4 separate regions of the Mus musculus genome follow, and all the other regions are linked to region 4. A link is a contact called in public HiChIP or PLAC-seq, Micro-C and promoter capture Hi-C data. All regions are on one chromosome and are shown on one strand. Each heading gives the region's core, a stretch centred on a gene start, on an enhancer-like site or on the middle of the called end of the contact. The rest is flanking DNA. Distances are from core to core; before and after follow the strand shown. Region 1 holds the start of Shank3 (SH3 and multiple ankyrin repeat domains 3). Region 2 holds the start of Zbed4 (zinc finger, BED type containing 4). Region 3 has its middle 3.9 kb from the start of Gm38643. Region 4 holds the start of Mapk11 (mitogen-activated protein kinase 11).

Evidence for each region. A called contact is a pair of places that touch in the nucleus more often than the background predicts. HiChIP or PLAC-seq counts read pairs in DNA pulled down with a chosen protein or histone mark. Capture Hi-C pulls out chosen DNA fragments and counts their contacts.
Region 1: a Micro-C map of embryonic stem cells shows a contact between it and region 4, with 4 times the contacts expected there. The contact joins the promoter of Shank3 here to the promoter of Mapk11 in region 4. A contact is called at or near these places in 1 of 484 Hi-C or Micro-C datasets (embryonic stem cells), 1 of 115 datasets of contacts at active chromatin or transcription factors (pancreatic cancer cells) and 2 of 9 other capture datasets (adipose tissue and liver).
Region 2: a contact with region 4 is called in a promoter capture Hi-C map of liver. The contact joins the promoter of Zbed4 here to the promoter of Mapk11 in region 4. A contact is called at or near these places in 3 of 39 promoter capture datasets (3T3-L1-derived adipocytes and liver), 1 of 115 datasets of contacts at active chromatin or transcription factors (pancreatic cancer cells) and 1 of 9 other capture datasets (liver).
Region 3: an H3K27ac HiChIP or PLAC-seq map of embryonic stem cells shows a contact between it and region 4, with 2.4 times the contacts expected there. The contact joins the enhancer-like site here to the promoter of Mapk11 in region 4. A contact is called at or near these places in 2 of 39 promoter capture datasets (liver and neural stem cells), 1 of 484 Hi-C or Micro-C datasets (embryonic stem cells), 6 of 115 datasets of contacts at active chromatin or transcription factors (embryonic stem cells, epiblast stem cells and pancreatic cancer cells) and 2 of 9 other capture datasets (adipose tissue and pancreatic islet).

What each region holds. Positions count from the first base shown.
Region 1 is chr15:89,498,311-89,501,318 of GRCm38.p6, reverse strand. It overlaps Shank3 (SH3 and multiple ankyrin repeat domains 3), which reads right to left and starts at 1,711. Exons shown (of 22, transcript NM_021423.4): 1 at 1,400-1,711; 2 at 901-1,104. The coding sequence starts at 1,687.
Region 2 is chr15:88,750,273-88,753,076 of GRCm38.p6, reverse strand. Zbed4 (zinc finger, BED type containing 4) reads right to left here and starts at 1,366. Exons shown (of 3, transcript NM_181412.3): 1 at 1,275-1,366.
Region 3 is chr15:88,880,181-88,882,957 of GRCm38.p6, reverse strand. No RefSeq gene overlaps it. Among named protein-coding and RNA genes, the nearest start is that of Gm38643, 3.9 kb to the left of the region's middle. Within about 2 kb of position 1,512, at least 10 of the 459 cell types and tissues checked have an H3K27ac peak or open chromatin away from gene starts, as enhancers often do. A contact at or near this core is called in embryonic stem cells, where this site is marked.
Region 4 is chr15:89,148,034-89,151,049 of GRCm38.p6, reverse strand. Mapk11 (mitogen-activated protein kinase 11) reads left to right here and starts at 1,444. Exons shown (of 12, transcript NM_011161.5): 1 at 1,444-1,652. The coding sequence starts at 1,537.

The sequences.
Region 1 (3,008 bases), core at 462-2,961, 350 kb before region 4:
TCCCTCCTGCCCACAGTGTCACTCCCGCACAGCCATGCAAGTCCCAGACACACACGTACAGAGTGGACAGAAATGAAGTGACAGCTACTGACCACCTACTACCCAGAAACGATGGGCAGTCCAGAGAAGTACTTGGCCAACTAATGGCCTGGTGGGCCCACAGCTCAAGTCAGCTTCATTTCCACCACTGGGACCTGGAAAACTCTACTGCTCTCCCAAGATCTGAAACTAAGCTTCTCCTAGACACTTCCACTCCAAGTAGAAATAACCCAATTCCTGGTGGAAATTCCATGAGGGTCAGACCAACTTTGACCTTGGTGTATACACACACACACACACACACACACACACAGGACGAGCCCTTCCTATTGAGACTAGGTCTCCGTCCCTATGGAATGGCACTCAAATCACCTTTATATGTCACAAATGGTGTTAATATTATTTTGGGCTAACCTCAGAAGACATGGGAGTGAGTGGCAAGAGGAGGCAAATGTGCACACAAGTGACACTGTTCGCACCACATGACCCCTAACGCACTCACTCTTAAACCGCTCGCACCACACACACGCCCCGAGTGCAGTGCATGTGTGGCATGCATGTGCTCATTGTGTGCTGTCCAGATTGCTCGCTGCAAGCGCTCTACACACGGCGCTCACACTGTTTCTCCATGCTTAAGCTGCAACACACCACTTACCACACAGGCAGCTTGCACTTCACCCTGCCCACTGCACTCGAGGTGTACCCACCTCGGTCTCTCAGCACACTGCTCAGGCTGCACACAGCCCCCCACCGCGCCTGTCGCCAACTCCTCCCGGCCTGCCCTTCTACTGCTCCAGCCACGGAGCTCAAAGATCACACCCTGAGCGCTCCATTCCACCCCCACCCCAGTCGGCCCAGCACCTCCAGATAGGGCAGGGGCGTGTCCAGGTTAGGCGGGTAGTCCTGTAAGAGCCGCTCTTCATCCAGGAACTTGCCGGCGCGACCCCGGGAGGGAGGCTGGAATAGCCCGTAGTTGAGCGCGTCTTGAAGGCTATGATTGAGGGCGCAGAGCACACGCTGCTTGGCGGCCCACACGGGCGCGGTTGGGTCCAGACGCAGGCACTTCTGCAGCGGAGCGAGTCGTGAGCCCGGACCTGCGGGCGCAGGGCCCCGCGCCCCGGGCCCCGCTTTGGAGGGCTAGTTGGGGAGCGAGAGCAGGGACCCCGCGCCACCGCGCAGAGGCCGAGGCCCCGCCCCGGGGCTGGGCTTCCAGGGCCCCGCCCCGGCGATGGGGAGGGTCCCGCGGAGGCGGCGGGGGAGGGGCGAGTGGCCACGGCCGGGGGTCCTGGCGCAGGGCGCGCCCGGCGGGGGTCACCGCTAGCGGGCCACACAGGGGTACGGCGAGATCGCAAAGGCTCACCGTTTGTTGCAGGTCCGGGATGCCGACGCGCACGACCACGGCGCTGGCCCCGGGGCCGTCCATCCCGGTGCTAGCGCCCGGGCCCGGACTGTTCCCGGCGGAGAGAGGAGCGCACGGGGACTCCGCGCGGCGCCCTGGCCCCCCCTGACCCCCCGCAAGAGCCCCGCCGACCGCGCTACGCGGGAGGGGGCCGGGGGGGGCCGGGGCCGGGGCCAGCGCGGGGGACAGCGGCTCCGGGGGCTCCGCAGGCGCAGCGGCGGCGGCGACGGCGGCACGGTTTAGCTGCATCGGCCCCGGCTTCGAGCGGCGCCTGCCTTCCCCGGGGGCGGGGGCGGCGGGGGGAGGGGGCCCGAGCCCGGAGCGGAGCGGAGGCGGGGAGGGGGCCGCGCCGGAGGCGGGGATGGGAAGCCCGGGGCCGGGAAACTGGGGTCCCCCGCGGGGTCGGGGCGGCGTGGGCGTGTGGTGCAGAGGGCGGGGGCCGGGGGCCCGCGCCGAAGAGGGGGGGGGTTGGCTGTCGAGGGGGAGTGGCTGACACAGCGGGGGGATGGCACGCCGCGCTTCCGCTGCAGGCGAGCGTCGCAGACCACCGTACTGGGGTGACGGAGGGTTCTAGAGCTGGGTGGGGAACGCGTCGGGGCAAGAGGACCCACAGGCCGACTGAGAGGGAGAGACAAGCAGGAAAATTGGTGACCCGGGGTGGAAATCTCCCCAGTCTGCCGACCCCACTCCAGACCCCAAGGAGGTGGTGGGGTCACCCGAGCACGGTGCTGGGTGGGAGTCGGAGGGCTGCAAACCCCAGGCGCGAGCAGGGCGGAGCTGCAGTCCACGGGAGCTCCCCCCAGACCAACCCTTCTAACCGCGCCCAGGGTGTTCCTCTCGGCCCCCACCACAACCGAGTTTGGGGAGTCTGTCCGGACTCTGCGGGCCTCCCGCACCTTGGGTAGCCCAACCTTGCAGCTGGTCGCCCCCTCCCCGTCACCTTAGCGACAGCAGGCTGGGGGCGCGACCTACGAGGAAAGGCTTAGGGGAGGGGGCGCCACTAGTCTCCACCTGCGGCGGGGAACTGAATTTTAGTTTCACACGTTGTCGTGGCAACGCGGGAGGGGGTGACGAGTGGGCGGGGAGGGGAGCGCTGCGAGTGAACCAACTCAGGCGCCGCCCGCGTGGCGTGCCAGCCTTAGCCCGGCGCTGCCTCGGAAGTGCCCAACGCACGGGGGCCTAGCTCCCAAGGCCCAGAAAGGTGTAGCCCCTGAATGGATGAATTGCCCTACTCGGTAGTGTCTACTGCCTTCCACTGCACTCTCCCGCATACCTAGACTTACACCTCACCCCCTAAAGGCCCCAGAGAGCCACTCATCGGTGGCGGCACAAACTGGACAGCTTTTGTGGAGCAGCCTGGCCGGGAACTCTGCCAGTGGCAGAAAGCATCCCCTTAGCCACAGCCTCTCCTACCTTCTCCGTGAGCAACCCTGGATCGCCCACAAAACTGGCTATTCCTGCGCATCCCAGGAATAACCCTGGACTACCCTGGTCCTATACACGATAGAGCCTCCCCAGATCCCACCCCCTGACCACCTGGGTCACCTCAGAAATGCCCTCACCCCACACA
Region 2 (2,804 bases), core at 117-2,616, 400 kb after region 4:
CACAGGCAGCTTACAACCGAAACTGTAACTCTAGTTATAGGGGATTCAACATTCCCTCAGAGACATACTTGTAGGTGAAACACCAATGAACATTAAAAATAAGAGATTAAAAAAAGTTCCCTCTTCCAAAATATGTCTAGGTTTGTGTAAATTGATGAAAACCTATCAGCACACTGAGACTTTGAAACTTCCTAAAGATTCAAAAAAATTTTTAACTAGATCTTCTCATGAAAATAAAAGCCACACAAAAAGTCTATATAAAAATTTATATAGAAAAAAGTTTATATAGATTACAGAAAGCATGCACCAATGTCTTCATGCACAAGCCACTCCCTCAGGGTGTAGAGCCAAACTTGTAGCTTCTCAATTCTGCTTAGCATGGAATTAATTCGTGCCTTGCAACTACGTTTATTCAGAGTACTAAAAAAAAAAAAAAAAAAAAAAAAACTCAAAACTAAAATTTCCCTGGTCTTATTAATTTTTATCACCACGATATAAAGGGGAAAATTTCTTTCTTCCTACCAAGTCACAAGAATGTACTTGCCTTGGCTGACTGGCTTTACGAAGCCAGAAGGCACAAGTGTCCTTTTAAAAACTACACTTAATCTTATCCTAATTAACTTCAAAAACAAATGACTTCCCTTTTTACAAACGCCAGAACCGCGACAGCCGCTCCTCCTGAGGCTCGGCGCTGCAGGGACTTGAAAAGACGCGCTGGAGCCTCGTGAGAACCTCCAGACGGAGAGCGAGGACCCGCAGCCATCCCGGGCAGAAGCGAGTGGGTCGCACCAAAAAGGACAAAAGGAACAAAAAATGACGGCAGGTACTGCGACCGTGAAGACGCTACGGAGCCAAAGCGTTGAGTTAAGTTTCGTTAAGCCTCCGCGGTCAGACCCAGACGCACACGCTTCAAGCTAGGCAGGCACCAAGAAGCGTGACACCGACCCGTGTCACCGCCGTGCCGCCTGCCTGCGCCCCTTCCTGGACACGCGCGCCCACCGGCACCGGCTTGGGGGACGCCACGACGTGGCGGGAGCCCGGCACCTGACGAAAGGTCCCACGGGGCGTCCCGCGGTCGCTCCCCTCCGCGGCCTGGGCCCGCCCGCGGCGCGAGGCGCAGCTGTCAGAGGCCGGGCCGGGCTGGGCCGGGCCGGGCGCAGTCTCGGGACACAGCCTCCACCCGGCCCGCCGCGCACGGACAATGGCGCGGTTCCCCAACCCCTGCGCGGCGCCGGCCGTCGAAGACGCCACTGGAGCGTCCCGCGCGCACTCACCTGAGGCGCCGGCTCCGCGCTGCGCTGCGCGGGCCCGCGGGCTGCGAACAGCGCGACGGGCGCGCCCATTCATTAGCCGCTTTGTCTGCCCCCGCCGCCCCTCCCGCCGCCCCAGCCCCGCCGCCCGCGACGCCGCCGGACGCTGCGCCCCTCCCAGGGCCCCGCGCGGGTCGGGGGCGGGGCCCGGGGCGGGGCTGTCGTGCGCAAGCGCAGTCCGTGCGCACCTGCCCCGCCTTGGGGGGGGATGCCTAGAGTACGGCTGGATGGGCCCCGGCTAGGCAAACGGGGCGGAGCTACGAAGACTACGCAGGCGCAGTTTCCCCTCGCCCCATCTCCGGAGGTCAGGTTACTCCGGCGCAGTCTCACACACACGAGGTCTGGTCGCTGGCCTCCTCCGTCAAACTACGCAAGCGCGGTCTGGCGCACCTGCCCTGTCGGGCGTTCGGTCCGAAGACTACGCAGGCGCAGTCGCCACGGCGGTTGGTTGGAATTGCTGCGCGTTTGAGAAGCGCGCGTTCTCAGTGGTTTCTTCTTAGGGCTTGGCCGTTAGGGTGGTCCTGCGCTCTCAACGGCTGGCCGCGGAGCTTCCGGGCTTGTGGTCAAGGCGGGCGCCTTCTCCGGGGGCGTTGCGCGCAACCACTTTCAGTAGCCCTTGGGTGGAGGCTAGACACAGCAGGTGCTAGCTGCTCAGGGCCTGGGGCCATGTTTGGGTAAAAGAAATAAGGAGCTGAACATTGAACGCCCCAGTTCAGATGCCTGTGCGGACCATGTAATTTCTGCAGGTGGAATTTATCCCAGAGGTCCTTCTCTGATGACACTTTAGACCACAGCTTGTTCTCTTATGCGGGAGTTCTGTCCTACGCCCATCTCCTGTTCTGCGTGTTTAGGAGTTTCCTTCTGTGATTGAGGTGGTGGTGGTGCGGTCGGGGGAGGCGTCGAGTGCTGATGTCACACCTTGCTTACCCTGATTCACCATCACTGGTCAATGGACATGGTTTGGGATTCTGTGTCTTTAAGTTCAAGGGAAGGTGGTTGGGCTGCCAGTGCACTGCTGGTGGAAGTCATCATTGGTGTGGAACCCTGAGCCTGGCTTCTGTCTTCTTCGCCTTCCATTCAGGGAAGCTGATGTTTGTGGTGGAGGTGGTGGCTCCATATGAGACTCAATGGGGAACAGCAGAAAGACCTGGGTGGAGGTCCTCAGCTAGCAGGTTCCCGTAGGGTACAGAAGTTTTTTCCCAGTAACCTTCCTCTCCTTGTTATGCCCCTCGTACCCTACACCCCAGAGGAAAGAGAACATCTGCCTTCATGAAGGATTTCCGAAGCCCCAGGAGAACTGTTGAGACATGGGTTCTTGAGCTATAGAGCTAAGGGGTAGCGCCTAGAACAAGTAAAGTAGCTAGGAGAGAGTTTGAGCTTTAGCTTAGGATGTCTCAGCCCAGCCGGAAAGTCTTGACGAGCTTCCATTTGTTTATACAGAAGCACCTGCACAAACTCTTCACCTGGAGATGGCCCCTCTGTGCTCCTAGCCCT
Region 3 (2,777 bases), core at 263-2,762, 270 kb after region 4:
CTTGTTTGTCCTGGAACTCAATATGTAAAACAGGCTGGTCTCCAATTAACAGTGATCCTCCTGTCTCTGCCTCCCAACTGTCTCTGCCTCCCAAGTGTTAGAATTAATGGTCTGTGCTAACCACACCCTTACCCCACCCCACACACACACACACACACCCCTTGCCCCAGCTTGATGTCACTTTTTTTCAACTCCAAGTTCAGTGAGAGGAAGAGAAGCCAGGAAGAGCCTGGGCCTTTGATTAAAACACCTGGGAGACATCTCAACCCATCGTTGGAACAAAGGGTTCCCGAAGTACAGGCAGGAAGGCCAAGGAATCCGGTCTTGGCACTATGGGAAGCGCTGTTGGGCAAAAACCCCAATGAGGGCTCCTGGGCCCCAACCGCCAGCCCAGAGAGCCAGGTTGGCCAGGCCTGAGCGCAAAGAACCCAAAACAAGGAGTAGTCAGGCTGTGTCCTGGTGCTGACAGGCAAGTGGAGTGAAGACACATCCTGCCAAGTGGAGCTTTGCGAAGATGCCACCTGGTGAGGACTGGGGAGGGTGGAAAGGGCATAGAAACCCGGAGCTTCTGGGAGTCCGGGCTGTAGGGCTAGCAGAAGGCGAGAGTCGGCTCAGTCTTCAGGCAGGATGGAGGACCATGTCCCTGTGAGCCTGCTCCTGGTCTAGCTCCCAGACTCTTCTGGAGTCATCCTGAATCAATACGTCTTCCAATTAGAATTCTGGTTATTTTAATGGTGGTTTTAAACTGCTGCTTATTATGTTGAAAGTTAATAGATTGGAATTGCTTTTTTTCTAAAGCTCTGCCCTGATTCCGTTTAAACATTGCTTTGTAAGGCTGCGGATTGTCTCGTTTGGTGTGAATCCCCGGTCCTCTACCCAGCAAACCGCCCCCGACCCGTGCCACGTAAATGACAGTAAGCATAGTTTTGCGTTTCATTGGCTCCAAGAATGTGTAAGGACAAGACACAGAGATCACGGAGCACATGGAGAGGCGGTGGGGATGTGAGCCGACCCAATGATTGGGCCTAGGAGATGGCAGAGAGGTGGAAGCTGTTCTGAGGCTGCGGGTGGGGCCGCGCATGAGCACAGCACCTGGAGGTTGCAGGGCCACGTGTAGGATGTAAGAACTGGCTTTGAGGAGAAAGGGTGACTCAGCGAGAGTGTAAGCCACTGCGATGTGGGAGAGAGAAGGTAGGCGAGGTACTCCTCGCCTGGATCAAGGTAAAGTGACCTTTAAAAAGGGCATCTGGGATACTCTGGGATGGAGTGAATTAGATCACCTACCTCCCTGTGAAACCATAGTTTCTTGGGCAGGTGCATCCTGGCTCCAAGCAGAAGCGCCCCCCCCCCCCGGGGGACCAGCCAGGAGCTGGCACAAACACATCCCTGGCCCCACACCTCCCAAACGGAGGTCTGGTTTCCACCGTGTCCCTGTCCTCCGGGCCTACTGGAGCAGGTTCACAGTTCCCCTGGGGCTGTAGTGCACAGGTGGGGACCAGCAGCAGCTGCGGGGCGGTTCCTGCGACCTGAGACTCATCCTGGGAGCACAGAGGAGGTGACTGTCGCCAGGGAGCAGACAGGGTTTGGCTCCTGAACCCTCTGGGCCAGGGAAAGGGGTCACATCTGCTATAGGGGGAAGGGCAAAGTCTCCCCTGGGCCTCAAGCTTCGTGATTAAGGAAGGCAGCCAGGAATACAACCTCAGGGCTTGAGGCCAGGTGAAACTTAGAAGTCTGATTTCTGCCTCAAGTTCCCAGGAGCTGAGCATCTGATAACCCCCTGTTGATACCCCACCACCCCAGCTTATTTCACTAGGGAAAGGACCTCCAACTGCAAAGAGCTCACTCAGACACCCAGGGAAGCTGCGGGCTCACCTCTCTTCCTCATTGTTTACTCTGATTCTGATTCTTGATGGGTGACCCCGTGTGTGTGTGACCCCCATGAGGGTTTGCAAGCCTCTGAGCTTGGGCTTCCTGGCGATTCACATCTGGGTTCTCTGGTTTCCATACCTGAAGGAGTTAGGTCTCTTGCATCTGTGTATGTGCAGACCTGTGTCTACTCCCAGCAAGCTCGCCTTGCCTTTCCCTTCAGCCCTTCCTCTCTAGCATGCACTTGCGTGCATGTGTACGGAGGCTAGACCTACATTCCCTCCGTGCTGTTTCCAGACCATCTCTCCTGCTCTGCTGATCTTCGCACCCGTCATTTTCCCTTTCACCCCACATGCTGACGAATAAGGCAGAGTGAGACCTACCACTATCTTTTAAAGACAAGGCCTCACTGTGAATCTCTGACTGGCATAAAACTCACCGTGTAGACCTAGACAAATTTGGCGTGTTCCTTCTGCCTCTGGGTGCCGGGATTGCAGGCTCAACTCCCACCATGGCAGCCTGCTAGCTCAGACCTGGTGTTTGTCTTAGTCAGTGTTCTATTGCTGTGAAGAGACACCATGAGCCAGGCAATTCTTATAAAAGAAAGTGTTTAATTGGGGCTTGCTTAGAGTTTCGGAGGCTTAGTCCATTGTCCTCATGGTGGCATTCAGGCAGACATGGCAGCTGAGAGTTTTACATCCAGAGCAGCAGGCAGCAGGGAGAGAGAGCCTCTGGACCTGGCTTGGGCTTTGAAACATCAAAGCCCTCCCTCAGTGACACACTTCCTCCAACAATGCCACACCTCCTAATCCTTCTCAAGTAGTGCCCTAATGACTAAGCATTCAAATTATAAGTTTTTAAGGTCACTCTTATTCCTACCACTACAATTTTAGTTTTTCTAGTTCTGTTCC
Region 4 (3,016 bases), core at 195-2,694:
ATTTACTCTATAGCCCAGGTAAGCCTTGAACTTGCTGTGATCTTCCAGATTTAGCTTCCTAAGCATTCGAATTACAGATGGAAGCCACGACACTCAACCCATAATCAATTTATTGGGAGGAGGAATGGGGGAAAGGAATCAGCTTAGAGACAGAATCTCGATTTAGCTCAGGCTGCCCTGGAACTCAGGATGTAGATCAGGCTGGCCAGGTACTCCAGCATCTCTCTCCTGGTGCTGGGATTAAAGACGTGCACCACCACACTCTGCTCCATGTTTACTTTCAAGTGTGAATAAAAGTAGGGCCTAGGGCAGTGGTTCTCAACTCTCCAATGCTGCAACCCTTTAATACAGTTCCTTATGTTGTGGTGACCTCCAGCCATAAAATTATTTTGTTGTTACTTTGTAACTAATGTTGTTACTGTTATGAATTGTAAATATCTGTGTTTTCTGATGGTCTTAGGTGACACCTGTTAAAAAAAAGAGGTCGTGACCCACAGGTTGAGAACCACTGGCCTAAAGTGGCATGGGTGAGGCCTTACTGGACATGAAAGCATCCACCCTGGACACCAGGAAAAGGGAGATTTCTAGGCTTGGTGACAAACTGAACTATGCCTGCCAGGGTTGGTAGACCTCCTGGGTCGCCTTGTGCTAGTGGCTGGAGAAAGTCAAGGCTGGGGGCGTTTCCCGAGTGTCAGTGAAGAGAGGGCTTCATAAGGAGGAAAAATACCCAGTACTAAAAAGAGGCCCATGTGGGGACCATACTTGTGGCCCCAATCATGGTGCTGCGCTGTCCCTGGTCCTGACTGCCCGCCGGGAGCTTACCTCTTCCAGGAGCTTCTGGGTCGAGGTTAGGGCAACATGGGGAGTAGATGTCGTCTTGTCTCCTGAAGGCTCCGTCACTTACTAAGACCTAGTAAGTCTACTAGGAGGTGAACCATTAACGCCAAACGGGGGCGTCCTCCTCACCCTGGCCACAAGGCGCCTTCCTCAGTGGTGCCCTGAGTTGGCGCCGTGGCGCTGGTTTTTTAACCTAGAGCCTTTACTTCCCCCTCCCCCCACCACTAATGTTTTTTGTTGTTGTTCTGAAAGTATTATCACCACGTGCTCAAGCTCACTTTTGACAATTTCCCTTCATTTCTGAGGAAGGGGACTGGCCTGGGACCCGGGGAAGGGCAGAGGGGGTAGGTAATATGCAGAAGATGAAGGTGGAGGAGTACAAGCAAGAAGTTTCATCGTCACCCCCATGGGAGGGAAGCAGGCTTTTTCCTTTGTCACGGTCTCCGAGGGGCAGGAAGCTGTGCGTCTGTCTCCGGGAACCCTCAACCTCCACCCACCCCACCCCACCCCCGTTTCCCCGCCCTCCGGTCTCCAGGCTGGGGAAATCCGCCGGGCCTCGGCCCCGCCCCGCCGTCCCGCCCTGCTGCGCCGCCGCCCCCCAGCCCCCACCCCGCTTTGCTCAGCGGTGCTGGGCGTGGGGCGCGGGCCGGGTGCTGCGCGCGGGGATCCGGGGCGCTCGCTCCAGCTGCTTCTGTGGATATGTCGGGTCCGCGCGCGGGATTCTACCGGCAAGAGCTGAACAAAACAGTATGGGAGGTGCCGCAGCGGCTGCAGGGCCTACGCCCGGTGGGCTCCGGCGCCTACGGCTCAGTCTGGTAGGGGCCGGCAAGGACCTGGTGGGAGCTGGGCGGGAAAGCGTGTGCGACCCTCCAGCGCGACGTGGGGTTCCCGGCGTGGGGAGGGGCCTCGCCCTGCCTCCGCCCCCGGTCTGCACGCTTCCGATGAATGAATGGGGGGGAGGGGACACGGAGGAAACTTTCCTACTAGATTCCACTCGCTGGCAGGTAGGGGGGGTCTTCTAATGCCCTCTCCCCCCCCCCCATCTCCGATCCCTTTCCTAGTTTTTCCCCAAAAGACTGAATATTGCGGCGTCACAGCTGGCGGGAGAGCAAGTCTCTGGGGCCGCTAAATGGAACAGTCAGCCATCCGGGTTATTTCGGGCAAGGTCTAAGTAGCTGCAGGGTCTAACGTTCCCCTCAGACTAAGTATTTGAAAAGGGGACCCCCAGCGGGGTGAGGAGACCTTTCTAATTTGGAAGACACCAAAATTTTCCTGTGGATCATACCCGCGCCTCCAGATTCCTAGAAGCTCAGCGGCTTGAGCCTAAGCGGACACCTACTCTCTTGTCTACACCCTACCCCAGTTTACCCAACAAAGGATCTCAGAATATAGGTAGGGCTTGGAGACCAGAGATTGCAGTCTCGATCGTGGGCAGCATCCAGGCACCTGGGATTGGAGAACGGCTGTAGATAGCCCTTGTTGACGGGCTGATCAAGGGTGTGGACACTGGTATGTGCCCCACACCGGGAATGGGGGCTGAGTCTCACATCTTGGATCCGGTGCTGTCATCCGAAGCCTCGGTACTGCTACTGCAACCCTATAGAGGCAAACAGTCCTGCTTTACAGGGCCCAGAGTGAGTTGGTCATGGGATCTCGCCCCATGTCTGCAGCCTGTAAACCCACCACTGAGATGGGTAGGCTTGTTCTGCCGACACTCGCTCCTTATTCTTGCTTCTCAGGCTGTACCCCAGCCCTCCACAGTGAGTAGAGACAGGATACACCCACTCCATCACCCATACATACCCAAGGAGTCGGACAGAGGAAGAGATGATGGGACATGTTGTGTCTGGGATGTTCAGGGACTCAGCAAGTGGAGGAGGATAAGGTTACACGAAAATACATTTTAAAAAAATAATACAATAAATTAGAGGGAAGGAGAGCCAGGGAGGACTTGGAGGGGGCAGGGAGGAAGGTGAAGCAGATACTTTGCAGGGGACTTGGACATTGACTCAGATGGAGTTGTCTCGGGGCTGGACCATCTAGGAGTTACCAGGGAAAAGCCAGATTTCCCAAGGGAGACCTAGGTCTGTCTCCGCTGATCCGTGACCCTGGGTTTGTTCAGTCACCCTGCTGAGGCAGGCCATGGGATGCCAACTTCTTGTAACTTGATTGTACAGAG